Linked DNA regions of Triticum aestivum: region 2 is linked to region 1. A link is a contact called in public Hi-C data. All regions are on one chromosome and are shown on one strand. The core of a region is the stretch at or near the end of the contact, and the rest is flanking DNA. Distances in the headings are between cores, read along the strand shown.

Region 1 (7,186 bases), core at 1,369-3,868:
CATATCAAGAGTAAAAGTAACTTTAAAATCGCCAAACCTAACATCCAAATATGGTGGTTAGGGCTTCATTTTATTGCATGGCAGACAAGGACCATACCCTACAATTTCCTAGCCGAGTAATTTTTTCAACATTCAAACATCTCTGGATGAGGTTGTATGGAGTGATTAAGTGGCATAAGCTTTTGAAATAAATAAAGGTTGTTCATGAAGAGAAAAAATTGAGAACCTCATCATCTTCCATAAAGATAGCCGATGTTGGATCACTCTTTGACATCTTCTCCTGGCCTTCTTTGAAACCGGGGAGCATATCTGTAATTCATGTTAAGGAACAAAAAAATTTATACAACCTGGCAATGACACACTACAAAGGAATTCTAACGACATAACCACCGAGACACATATATCAATATATTAAGACAAAACACACTGCAGAGAAAAAATAAACAACACAGCAGTGGTAGATCAGGATACGATGTGACAGAATAATTGGCTTGTTTTTCCTTTTGATGTCATCGCAATATTCCCTTGCTAACATGTTAACCTTCCTTTGGTCCATGCCCAACTGGCATATGTCTGCCTACAAAAAGAAACAGATTAGAGAGAATCAATGACAAATCTAGAATAAAGGTATACCACCCTACAATATCGAGTGAAATAAAAAAATATCAATAACCTTACTTAAATCATGTGAATGGTTAAACTTCAATTTTACAGAGGGATGTCTGCAATATAAATATACTAACCTTCAGGAAGAATATATCAGCACACTGCATGCAAGGATAGAAGATCTGTGCAGCAGTCAATTCCTCATTGTCAGAGCGACCCATAATCGTACAACACCTGTGAAGTAAGGAAAAATGAGATAGCTAATTTATGTTTGAGTTCGAACTTTGGAAGTCAAGAATCATCTGGATGCATATGCAATTTAAATGGCCGTACCTCGTTATTCTTTTGATATTATTTTTCCTGCCAATGTCCATTACAAGTGGCCAGTATTCATTTGCACGCCTATTAATTTCCTCTGAAGACCATAAGAATTCAACACCATCAAGGTTCATACCAGCTGCTTTCCATATTTCAATCATGTAGCGCCCGACAGTCTGGATTTTTTTCAGATCGCCACCCATTTTGTTGTTTAGCTGTGCAAACCAGTCTGCTATCCAGATTTTCACTTTGCATCCCGCTCTGATCATCTTGTTAACATTAATTGCCTTCACAACACCCTGTGAATACAATACATGAGAATGTCTATCACCAGCAAGTCCTATCAGGTCTTGCAATCTGACAGTTTGCGCATATTGGCCTCATTGCATCTCTAAAGTAACGATTTTCACAATACTGGCATCATAATAATTGTGGAAGCACATCAAGAATTGCTAAAGGCACGTGTAAGATTAACATTTATACTAGGATGTTTCATTCTTATTATTAATCTTATGGAACAACAAAGCAACGAAATATGGGAGCGGTAAACTCACTAATCTTTCTAGTTTGACAGAGCTGGATAAATCAAGGCTGGGTATTATAACAACAATCTACTGGCGCTCCAATACATAACGAATCAGGATAGTGCTCCTTATTTTCAGGAGCTTTTGCTGCCGACTTCTTTCTAGCTTTATTTATGCTCTTATTTTGGACACTCTCTCTTTGTTCTCTGAACTAACACTTTTCTTTTGGTTTCTTATTCTCCAAAGACCTCAGCAGTTTAACCAAAAACTACTAGCACAACTAAAACCACCCAGTCATCTATAATCAGCACATGCTATTTAACCAATCTGATGCACAATTGCACATATGATTAAGAGCTAAAAAAATCAAAATTCGACTACTCCCTAGTTTTATGGATAGCAGAAATAAGTAGGCTAGGCATACATCTAGTGTAAGCATCCAGCTAGGTGATACCATGCTAAGTGATAACCTTCTTGTTTGGGTATTAAATTAGCTGGTCAACAAAGACCTAGAGTACGACTGTAGACACATATCACAACATGAACATGATAAGACCAGCCGAACAGGTAACAGCACACTTGATAGTCATACTGCACTCATAAATTTGGGAATGATATTAGTTGAAATCCGAAATTCCTGTCCAAGAACTCTTCCTGGAAACAGAAGGTATCCTCCTGGATGCTCCTGACCGAGTCGCACATTCGATCCGAAGTTATTAGATGGGAAGGCGGTAAGTTTCCGTCGAACCTGGGCAATGTGCATGCGGCCGGAGGGCTCGAACCCGTCGTAGCAGATAGGGACGGGCTTGTTCTGCAGAAGCCGCTTGAGCTCGTCGGGCTGAATGCACTCCTCGCCTATGCTCATCAGCAAGTCGAACCGCTCGTCCAGGCTCAATGACGCCACGCCCCCCGCGAGGTCTTCGGCGCCGGCGGCGGCAGCGGAGGAGGAGGAGGCTGCGGGGGAGGCATCAGGAGCCGCGGAAGGTTCCGTTGATGCTGTGGCGGGGGCGGAGGCCTCTGCGGTGACAGCGGCGGCAGCCAGGGAAGTGTCCATGGAGGTGGCGGCGGTGGCGGTGGCGGTGGCGGCTGGCGGGTGACTGATTTGGAGACGGCTAGGGTTTTGCGCGGCTCAGATCGAGAGATGGATCTCCTAGTTCTGCGCAGACGGGGGTGCACAAAGACGTGGTCCGTACGTTCCCTGAAAGACAAAAACGTGGCCCGTACGTCAGTGTAAGGGGCCGTTTACGTGGGCCTAAGCCAAACATGGGCTGTCTTTCCTCAGAATCATAAGGTATAGATTTCCACGCGCAATGTTCCGGCTTCCGGGAACTCCTAGCCAGCGCTCTCAGCGCTGGCAGATGATCTTTACTTGCCGAAGATTGAGGTCGCATCAGACTGCAAAGTGGTGGTACAAGATTTATAAATGGACAATTCGACAAACTATGGTGCAGGTGTACATGAAATAATAGAGTATTCCTCGCTTTTTGATTTTTGCAGTTTTAGTCATGAATTTAGGAGCTCAAATTATGAAGCTCACAACTTAGCGAAGCATGTTTTATCTTTTGATGGTGGCCGCCATGTTTGGTTGGGACACCCTGGGAATCTACCATCCGTCCTTGTAAACATTGTAACGAGTTAATAAAGCTTCGCGGGGTTGTCTAAAAAAATAACCTTTTCTTTTGTCTTTTGTCTTCTGTCTCAAAAAAAGGTTACTTTTTCTTTTGAGACCAAACACATTAAGGGCATATACAATGAAGGCATCGCCTTACTACTGCCTCCCCTCTTCCACTAGATAAATTTGAATGAAGCTATGGTGTGTGTGACAATCACTCAACGGAGGCTAGTGTCTTGATGTCATCATCATACTTTTTTCTCTCACCCACTTTTCAACACATGCAACCTCCACTGCATGCAAACAGAACATCACCACGGTGTGGTCCTGGACAAAGCATAGCTATGAAAGCTCACACTGCGTCGCCTCAGCGGCTGCCTGGTAGCTTTTGTCAGGGAGGAGCCGGTCTCTTCTGCAGGAGTCCGTTTCCCTCTGCAAGCAACATGTTCAGCGGAGGTGGCGTTTGGTAGGATGATGTTTTGCGGTACGCCACACCCCTCCCGATGAACAGGACCCCCATTTCGACCGTAGCGCTCCAACACAAGTCCGTTTCCTCCGTTTTGCGGTACACCGCATCCCTCCCGATCAACAGGACCCCGTTTTGACCGTATGAGGTCCAAGAGAAGTCCGTTCCCTCCGTTTTGCGGTATGCCAGACCCCTCCCGATGAACAGGATCCCGTTTCTACCATGGCCGGTCGAACACATGGCCGTTTCCTCCGTTCTGCGATACGCCAGACCTCGTTTCGATCAGCTGTTCCGTCCAAGCCGGTTGGCTCCCGATGAACACGACGCATTCTGACCCAGTTGGTTGCCTCCCGATGAACATGATGTTGTTTCTCTGTTTCGACCCAGTCGGTTCACTGCCCGATGAACAGGACGCCATTGCTGCCGTCCGTTGCCTCTCCATGTACACAAGCCCTGACCATCCGTATATATGCGCGAGTACGCGCTCGAGACCCATCCCATATGTACGTACGTGGCCGTATTTTTTGCCCTGTGGCTGTACGTACATGTACAGGACTTAGACGAGACTGCATGAACTGTTATGTCGGGTGCTCTACAACGACACGTGCCGCTACTTACTCGGCCACGGTTCATACTTGCGGAGAGACCGATCGACCAGTATGTACGTACATGTTCGCGACCAGACAGACAACGCTACTTACGCTTTGACCGGGTGGGTCCCAGCGGCCAGGGAGGATAAGGACGCACTTTCTTGCGTGCGAAGATATAGCTGCTCGGTCCCAGCTGTCAGGGGGAGGAATCATTTTTATTTTAAAAGGAATAAGGAGGCACTTCCTTGTGTTCGAAGATGTAGCTGGTGGGTCCAGCTGTCAGCATCACCGCCTAAAGTCCTCTTCCGATGGTTGTCCTTTGTTGACGACGTTGACCACGCCGCGCCGAGAGCACCAAGGCGGTGGACGACGGCGAGGCCTAGGAAGGGAACGACGCTGAGTCGGGGAAGACGCGGCAGTGGATGCCCACACGGAGGGGAGTACGTGGGTTGACTGCTTCGGCTGCGGTGTGAGGCTGCCGTCGCCGGAGAATAACAGGAGGTGTGGGTGAGTATAGAGGGATGGCATGGCCAGCGGTGGCAGCACAGCCGGACACGGGAGGCAGGAGCAGGCGGCACGGCCGACGCTGGTTTGGGCGGCTGGAGCAAGAAGACCAGAGGTTGAAGAAGCACGACGGCCGTTGGATGGACATCGTACGGTCACTGCAGCTAGAATCATTTATATTGACTAAGTTAACAAAGCCCTTGGTACGCGTCAACTTAGTAGGCCCACAGGTCAGCCTCCAAAACGGTGCGCCCCAGATGTTAGGGGGAGGAATCATTTTTTGGGCGGTTGAAGCTAGAATATCCGAGATTGAAGAAGAAGCATGACATCCGTTGGATGGGACATCCAACGGCCACTGCTGCTAGAACCGTGTGTTGACTATAAGTTGACAAAGCCTTGCATACGCGTCAACTTACTTTTTTTAGGGGACGCGTGAACTTAGTAGGCCCACAAGTGTGTGGCAGAGAACATATAGGCCATTTGCGATTTGTAAGAATGTACAACCCATTTTTGAATTCTAATGGAATTTACTACAGCCCATTTATAGGTTGTTAAAAGTACAGCCCATTTTCTAGTTAGGACAATAATTAATAATTTCAACCAACCGCTTAAAAAAGAATTCAATAAAATTTCCCACATTTTGATGGGATCCGAAATATTTTTATCCCGAAATTTCTAGTCAGATTAAATACAATTTTAATATAAATTTGTATTACGTAAAATCCAAGGAAATATTGCGCGTGCAACAATTAATGAAATTAAAATTTTCAAAATCCAAAAATAATATTTTACAAACTAATTACGTGTTTGGTGCATTTTTTATAGTTACTGCCCAGTTTTTAAAATTACATCTCATTTATTATTTCTTAAAGCCCATTTTTTTGTTAAGTCTAATGCATCCCTTCTAGGAAAGATTTGCAGCCCAGCGGGGCGGAGAATAACAAGTTGACCTTGCCTGGATATTCCTCAAAAAAGATGGGCTAGTCATTTTCAGCTTGAAAAAAAATTAATATCTGGGCTGGATATCTGGCCTGGGCTAGACGGGCCACTGCCCGCCCAGTTAATACCCTGCTCTCCTCTGAACAACAATGAAAACATCGCTCAAGAAAAACTCTACAGTGCTCACACCTCAAAAACACAAATACTGCTCGAGCTGCTTAGTCCCAGCTGTCGGCCGCTCCTTGTACAATTCTCTCGTTTATTGACTACATAGGTTGACAATGGTGTGGGACCGTGATGTCAGGAAACCAGGAGGAAGCAAAAAAATTATAGTTGTATATAATAAGGAGGCACTTGCTTACGTGCGGCTATGGCCCTGGTGGGTCCCCACTGTCATCCTCTCCAAGTAAAGTCATCTCCTCATTCCTCATGTCCATTGACCATGTTGACAACGCGAGGCGGCGGCGCCACGGCGAGCGCAACAACTCGAAGGACGACGGAGAGGGCTTCGCGGGCCCTATGGATGGTATGATACAACGCCCGCTGCTCATTCGGGAAGCCAGGATCATAGGGCCACATGTCTGCGACGGCATTGTCGTTCGCTTGTTCACCGGTGCTCGTTGAGGAGACGGAGGTTGCAGCACAGGTCCTCCTAATCTGGTAGCTCTTCCGCCATTAGGGCGTCAAAGTGCGGCCACACCTGCTCTATGGTGAACACGGCATGAACCGAAGTGGCGCCCGCTCCTGGTTGGAAGCTACGTCCATCGTGTGATTGTCGTCGCTCAGCTCAGCGAGCTCGCTGGCGAGCCAGCATGTCCGACTGCTGGACCAACCCACTACCAAGCATGAGTCTGACTGCCCTGGCCCACCCAGACCACCTCCCTCGCCCACGCGCTTTCCGCCCGAAACGGTTAGCGTCGCCCGCCCCGCTTCCCGGTGCAGGCGATTGCAACGCCTTCAAACAACACAAGTGTCATCCGTCCGTCTGCCGCCCACATTAATGATACGCGGTTGCCGAGGCGGCTACTCCGGCGCCACACGTCCGTCCCTCCGCCGCCCACCATTGCTATATAAACTGCTGCGCCGGCCATAGCCACAGTCATCCACCTCTGTTCCCTTTGTCCTGTCCACACCACTACTGCCCACCATGGCTTCCTCGCACTCCAGCGCTTCGGGATGGGCGGACGACGGACCACAAGGAGATGGCAGCCATTGCTGCCGACTGGCTGGCCGGCAGGCAGTCGGAGGACGACGACGTCCAATGGAGAACATGGTAATCGACGATCCGGCGCCAACCCCCTCCTCCGCGCCATCCTCGTCGGTGCATTGCACCATGACCATCGGCGAGGCTCGTGCCCAATACATGGACACGGTGAGGCAGAAGCGTCAGGAGCAGTTCTGGGAGGCGCAGGCCGACGCCGCCTACAACCACCATCTCCTCCAGGAGCACCTACAGGCGGAGGAGCAGATCGGCGCGGAGCGGGCGGAGCAGGAGGCGCTGCTCGACTCGTATTGCTCCGCCCGCGAGGGCCGCCTCGAGCGCTGGCGGTACCGCATGCGGGTGGCGGAGGCTGCGGCCGCCTACAAAGAGGGCGATGAAGCGGGCGAGGCACTGTTTGGCGAGACC
Region 2 (7,186 bases), core at 1,411-3,910, 710 kb after region 1:
TGTTACTGGCAAGTCTCTTTACTCGTTCCGTAATACATCACCTTGTAACTAACTCCTTAGTCATTTGCTTGCAAGCTTATGATGTGTATTACCGAGAGGGCCCAGAGATACCTCTCTGATACTCGGAGTGACAAATCCTAATCTCGATCTATGCCAACTCAACAAACACCTTTGGAGATACCTGTAGAGCATCTTTATGGTCACCTAGTTACGTTGTGACGTTTGATAGCACACAAGGTATTCCTCCGGTATCCGGGAGTTGCATAATCTCATAGTCGAAGGAATATGTATTTGACATGAAGAAAGCAATACAATAAACTGAACGATCATTATGCTAAGCTAACGGGTGGGTCTTGTCCATCACATCATTCTCCTAATGATGTGATCCCGTTATCAAATGAAAACACATGTCTATGGTTAGGAAACCTTAACCATCTTTGATCAACAAGCTAGTCCAGTAGAGGCTTACTAGGGACACGGTATTTTTTTATGTATTCACACATGTATTTAAGTTTCTGATCAATGCAATTCTAGCATGAATAATAAACCTTTATCAAGAATAAGTAAATATAAAATAACAACTTTATTATTGCCTCTAGGGCATATTTCCTTCACTCACAGAAGAGGAAAAAAGTGTAAGATGAGCCGGCCCAGGGAGGAGGATGGGTGTGTGTGTGTGGGCGGCACTTATCGGCGCGCTCGACACGAGTGACGTACTTCAAAAAAGACCATTTTGCAGAAAGTAACCTTCTCAACTTGAGCTCAAATGAGCTCGGTGAATAGTAAAATAAAAAATTCAAAAAATCTGATTTTTTGTGACAAACATTGACAAATGTTCTAAGAGCTTGTAAAATTTCATCATGAAATCACATTTGTAGAAGTCATGATAAAAAACAAAATCAATGCTCCAAAATGCTTTCCAAAGTAGCATTTTTAGAGTGCCTTCCAAGAATGTGATTCCATGACGGATTTTTTTCCAACCATGCAAGAGGACTGCACGTATTATATTAAAGAGAGGGAAAAACACGACCAACATCTATTAAAGAGAGGGAAAAACACGACCAACATCCAATAGTTACAACAAGGACAACCTGAACTTTGAAAATAGAAACACCCAAAGCCCTGACTAGCAAACTGTCTACAAAACGCAAAGGGCGAAACTAATGTAATACAAAATGACCTAGACTTGCTTCTGTCCATTGCACCGCGTCAGTATTAATTTGATCGATGATTCCTTGAAACGGCACGTGAGAATTTTCAAAAATTCCGCCCTTTCTTTCCCTCCATATACTCCAGATTAATTAATGATACCATAGTGTTCAAGGAATTCCTTCTGGATTCATGGACTCTTTTTCTGGCCTCTTGCCACCAATCCCAGAGAGTAGAAGCATTTTGAGGGATGACCTCGCTCAGATTTTCCCAAAGAAGCACGGAACTTCAAATGTTGGTCACTACACTTCAACCCATGAAGAGATGATGAGCTGATTCTTGCGCAATGTTGCAGAAACAACATGCAGCATTATGAGACAAATCATGCTTAGCAAGATGGTCCGCTGTCCAGACATGCCCCTTGACGACCAGCCAGAGAAAGAGGTTGCATTTTAGAGGAGCTCGAGCCTTCCAAATGGTGCAAGCAGTAGTACACATAACTGATGCAGCAAAATGTGCTTTATAAACAGATTTCGTCGAGTAGGAACCTTTAGAATTCCACGACCAACTCCATTTGTCTTCAGCATCATGTATGCTTTGAACTTCAGAAATCACCTCCCATAAGGCTAAGACCTGATGAAAAATGTGAATATTTATTTTCCCCTTTATGTCCTTAATCCATACCGCACTAATCAGTGTTTCTGCTACTGTTTTTCTCTCCCTTACATCCGAAGGCACGGAATAGAAAACTTCTGGCGCGATATCTTCTACTGTGGCGCCATCGATCCATCTATCGGTCCAAAAGAAACATCTATTTTCATTACCTAACTCAACACGAGCAGCAACATTGAGTAGACGCCTTTCATGATTTCCCAAAGGGTTAGTAAGACGCTCCATGCACGTGCCTTCCAAGCCCACCGATACCGAATCGTGGAGTTCACGATCTTCAGGTCCACCATGACGAATCTTTACAAGCACTCAAAACATTTGCTAATATTTGTCACAAAACAATCAGTTTTTTTTGAATTTTAGTGTTCACCCCAGCTCATTTGAGCTCGGGCTAAGAAACTCCGCGTTCCCATCTTGCCTTTTATTATGAAGGGGTATGGAGTAATCTCAGTCGTCGATGTGTTTATGAGGTGTACCGAAACTGTCCTGATCCGGTGTTTCAAAAGTAGGAATAATTTCGACTAAAAACAAGTAGGAATAATTTGGCATGTTTTATCTCGACGGCTTTGCAATTTTGATGCATTTATTCCTTGCACACAGCTACAATCGGTATGTAAATAAAAGCCTTCATTTGCAAATAAGTTCTGGTCTAAAGGGGGACGCAGGCAAAGACACATGAATAATAAAGAGTAGAATGAACTCTTGATCCGCTGCTCCCCGGAGAAAGGAGGACATCTGGAGAAATAAAAATGCAGGGCCGCGTTCCATTCCACCACCACTAGGCCGCCCGGCGATTTGTTTAATGCTCCCCCGGCCGCGCCGCGCTGTGCGTCACTGGAAAGATAAAAGATGGCCCGGTGGCCTGTGGGGGGTGGCTCCCCACCTCGTTGCGCAATGAATGGTGATGATGCGGCTCTCCTTTACTCTTCTTCCTCCACCAGACCACCACTTCCATGCCCTGCTCTGGTGGTCTCCTGTTTCGTTCCGGGGGTGTTCTTTGACAGGGAGCGGCGGCCGCCATGGCGAAGGAGACCGAGTACTACGACGCGCTCGGCGTCAGCCCCGCCGCCTCGGATGACGAGATCCGCAAGGCCTACTACATCAAGGTCCCCCTTTTTGCTGTCTGCCTAGCACATTGCTGTCGCTTTTCGCTAGCTTGCTGATTTGGAGGTTTCGTTTCCTGTCTTTGTCTTCAGGCGAGGCAGGTGCATCCTGACAAAAACCCCGACGATCCGCAGGCGTCCGACAAGTTTCAGGTCCTTACCACGGCTGGCTCAACTCAACTCGATATTGTAGCAGGATCGGTTGGTTTGATTCCTTTGGTGGGTGGGTGTTGAGTTTCTTGTTGTTATGGTGCTATATATGCAGGCTCTTGGAGAGGCCTACCAGGTCCTGAGCGACCCTTTGCAGAGAAAGGCCTACGACGGCTATGGCAAGACTAGCATATCCAGGTGCCTGCCCTGCCCCAGTTGATGCCATCCCAGATGAAACTCAGCTCAGAAGCAGCAATTCATGCTTCACTCTGACAACATTTTTCTGCTTTTCAGGGACAACATTCTAGATGGTGCTCTGGTCTTCACCCTCCTGTTCGGGAGCGAGCTGTTCGAGGACTACATTGGACATCTTGCAATGGCAACAATGGCTTCCTCGGAGATGGCCAGTGGCGACAACGGCAGCGCCGAGAAGCTCCAGGACAGGCTCAAGGTAGGCACATACGTACTACATATCTGTGGTAGACGCCCATTGTTATGCCCAAACCATTTGTTATCCCCACTCTGAAAAACACTGCTGTGGTGAAGGGTGTACAAAGGGAACGAGAAGAGAAGCTAGCTAGATTCCTCAACAAGTTCCTCTCGCGGTATGTGAGTGGTGACACGGAGGGATTCGCTCATCGTGCCGAATCTGAGGCGAAAAGGCTTTCCAGCACTTGTCAGTATGATGATCCCTACAAACTACAGTTGTGTTCTTCTCTTGATGGGTTTCATCTGAATCTTTGTGAAATGCTTTGCTGCTCACAGCATACGCACTGGACATTCGTCGCACCATCGGATACGTTTATTCTCGACAAGCCGCCAAGGAGCTCGGCAAGAAGGCCATGTACCTGGGAGTTCCATTCCTGACCGAGTGGGTGAGGAACAAGGGCCACCTCTGGAGGTCACAGATCACGGCAGCGAAAGGTGAAAACTTCCCCAATTCTTGCCATGGTTGTGATGGTTGAAGTTGCCGACTGATTAAGGGGCGAAAAGAACAATGCAGGAGCTCTGCAGCTGCTGCAGCTGCAAGAGGAGGCGTGCCGGCAGAGTGCCAAGGACGGCGGCGCTGCCACCGAGAAGGACGTCGACATGCAGATGAGAATGAACAAGGACCTGATGATGAGTTCAATTTGGAAGCTCAACGTTGTGGATATTGAAGTCACGCTCTTACATGTCTGTGAAATGGTATGTGCGTCTTCTTTACTGAAATACTCCCATATTAATCTGCTACTAGTACAACAATATGATTTGACAAGTTTTTGACTTCTTCTCAGGTGCTGCATGAAAATAATGTCAAGAAAGAGGATCTCAAGGCCCGTGCAATGGCCTTGAGAAATCTAGGAAAAATATTTCAGGTACATTGTTTCACGTTTTCTTTCCGACAATTCATGTGCTATTTGTGTATGTAAACAAACCTGAATTGAGTATATTTCATAAATTCCATCTTTGATCAACTGGAATGAGAATAGAGGGAAAAGGAGGCATTACCAGGGCCATCAAAGCCAACCATTCTCGATGATGACAGCAGCTCAGATGAAAGTTCAGACGAGGAGGCATCACGGACAGTAACATATCGGACTCCTGCGCTTACTCAGGCAATTTTTCAACAATCACACAAACATATGTGTACGTTACACATTCAAATATGTTTGGTGACATAAGTTCAAAAAATGTTGTTGTACAGGGAATTGGCAGGCTATTTAGATGCTTATGCAACCCTGCATATGACGTTGACGATGACTTCGAACCCCGGAAATGAAGCAGGGACACTACGAAACCTTTCGAAGATACCCGAGTTATACCAGATAATATGATTCAGAACAGCTGGGGTCATGCACCACCATCCTTCAGTTACCTGAAGGGTATGGATATATGTTTATATGCTGCTTCAGCACTGGTGATCAGATCCAACAGTTAAAGCTTTAGATTACCCACTTTTCACTCGCATGACCATAGCTTTTGAAATAGACCATACCTGATTGTGCCGTGCTTTCTGTAATTGTTCTATTTTGGTGTTTCTATGGAAATAATAATACAAAATCTGTTTGTCTTAGATAAAGGGCCCTTTTTATCGACTCATAATCTTCTTTTTAGGGTATTATCGACTTATAATCTAGCATGAAGGGGATACAAACAAAAGAACCGACCAGAAACCAAGTACATCTGTCGAGGCCCGAATGGCGCAAACTGGCAAAAGAAACAGTACCAACAAAATCTAACATTGTAGACGCTGTAATGATACCACACCTACAATGCAAATGTGTCGGTGGTAAACCTGGGCATGGCCAACAGCCCGAACAATACACCACAAGCCTTCATCGCGGGTTTGGCTCCTCTGCTGTTGCGTTAGGGCTACTCTAACCAATTCCCTATAATCGGTTAGGGAAGTAAAAAAAAAATGTTTTACTCCTCTAATCGGCACCTAGCCGATCCCCAATAGTCGATAACGGAGGATAAATTATCCTCAGCCGTCTCCGCCGCCTCTATTTTTAGTGTCTTGCTCGGCCTTGGAGGAAAAAAATCACCTCCACTCCGCTGCCTACCCGCCCCGCTCCCGAGCTGCATCTACGCCAGCGCCGTCTCTCCCACCCCCCGCCTGCCACCGCGGATGCCCGTACACCGCGGTCCTTGACCGCCCGGATTTGTGCCTCTCTCGACTCGTCGCCGGCGCAGAACCGGTAGATTTGAGGCTGCCGCCGCCGGATTTGACGCATCCGCCCACCACCCTTTGCGCCTTTGCCATGAATTGGTCGGATACAGGACCACACAGCCCCGACAACGCCTCTGCGCCGCATGCAGGTATTGACTCGGCCTTTAGCCGTTCGGATCTCTCCCGTCGGCGGTCGCCGGCAAAGAAACGCCCGGCCGTCGCTCGGGTTCGGCGCTAGCCCAGCAGCTCGTCGGCTCCCCGTTGCCGGTCATAAAGTGCGACGACTGCCCGCGACAGGTGGTGCGCCGAGTTTCCACCGCGCCGGAACATCTCAAATGGGTGTTCTTCAAGTGCAAAAAAGATTAGGTATGTGCTTCTTTTGATTCGGTTGTTCACTAGATTCGGTGCAATTTCGGTAGCTCATTGCTTGCTCAAATTTGTGTGTAGGATGGATGCAAGTTTTGATATTGGGAAGAAGATTACACCGATCTATTGATAGTACAAAATTTGATAGATGCTTGTGCACTGGTTGCTAGAATAGAGGCAAGAGATGAGACTAGATGCGAAGCAACGTCGAATTTGTCGGAATCGAGTAAGTAAGAAGTGTGCAATATCGAGTAGCCAATAGAGAGAATCAACAATGAAGACGTGAAGATGATATTAAGCCAACTAGTGGGAGCAGTTATGACTTGGATATCTTCTAAAGTGTCTAATTGTGGTTCTTGTTTTTCTTTGATTTTGCTCTTGTAGCGAAGAATTGGTGAATTATGTACTCCAGTGTATCAAAATATCGTTAAATAAAATAAAGAAGCAAAGAAATGTGCTTCTGTGGCCGAAAATGAAATGCAAAATGAAAAAAAAAACTCTGTTATATATAGGATTGGTTAGCTCCGGCAAAAAATTAGTGAAATTAAAATAATCCATTATGGATTTATTCGTCGGATTCTCCGTTATTTTTAGGGGATCGGTCATGGTTGCCCTTATAACTGTACAAGTGTTGTTGCTCATAAAATCCACCGTACCGTTTATTCCAAATCCAAAGGCTTTCGTTTCTCTTCCTTCATTTATGTTAGCAATAGAAGAAATGCACCTCTCTGACGGCCACGGCACTCCTCAAGCTCCATACGCACCATCGGTAGGTGATCACATAAACACCCGATTATATCCAAGGAGGATGCATCCGACGCAAATAGTCACAGGGTGGGCCAGGCCAATGACTTAGAGTCCTCCTATAATACGGGGGCATCATCACCTTGAGTATAAGAAATATATATCTATATCTATTTTATATCTATATCTATATTTATATTTATATCTATATCTATATCTACTAATAAAGTAAGGTGCGTTTCGCCAATTTTTTCATCCGTTCACCGCCGAAAAGATTTTCTTTTTCTATCTGAGATGTTACTAAATTCTTACGCGTTCGTCTGCTAAAAAAAAAGGCCTTTTCAGAATTTCGTAT

The links. Hi-C and Micro-C count contacts between places; a contact is called where the count stands out from the background.
Region 2: a Hi-C map of leaf shows a contact between it and region 1, with 6 times the contacts expected there. The contact joins the promoter of LOC123165474 here to the promoter of LOC123165343 in region 1. A contact is called at or near these places in 2 of 5 Hi-C or Micro-C datasets (both in leaf).

The regions. Positions count from the first base shown.
Region 1 is chr7D:382,675,020-382,682,205 of IWGSC CS RefSeq v2.1, forward strand. It overlaps LOC123165343 (tyrosine--tRNA ligase 1, cytoplasmic), which reads right to left and starts at 2,619. Exons shown (of 9, transcript XM_044582973.1): 1 at 2,197-2,619; 2 at 940-1,223; 3 at 744-840; 4 at 472-577; 5 at 227-309. The coding sequence starts at 2,502.
Region 2 is chr7D:383,382,118-383,389,303 of IWGSC CS RefSeq v2.1, forward strand. LOC123165474 (chaperone protein dnaJ 10) reads left to right here and starts at 2,661. Exons shown (of 10, transcript XM_044583125.1): 1 at 2,661-2,924; 2 at 3,015-3,074; 3 at 3,187-3,269; 4 at 3,366-3,522; 5 at 3,618-3,747; 6 at 3,837-3,995; 7 at 4,075-4,256; 8 at 4,346-4,426; 9 at 4,541-4,666; 10 at 4,756-5,124. The coding sequence starts at 2,838. The coding sequence ends at 4,830.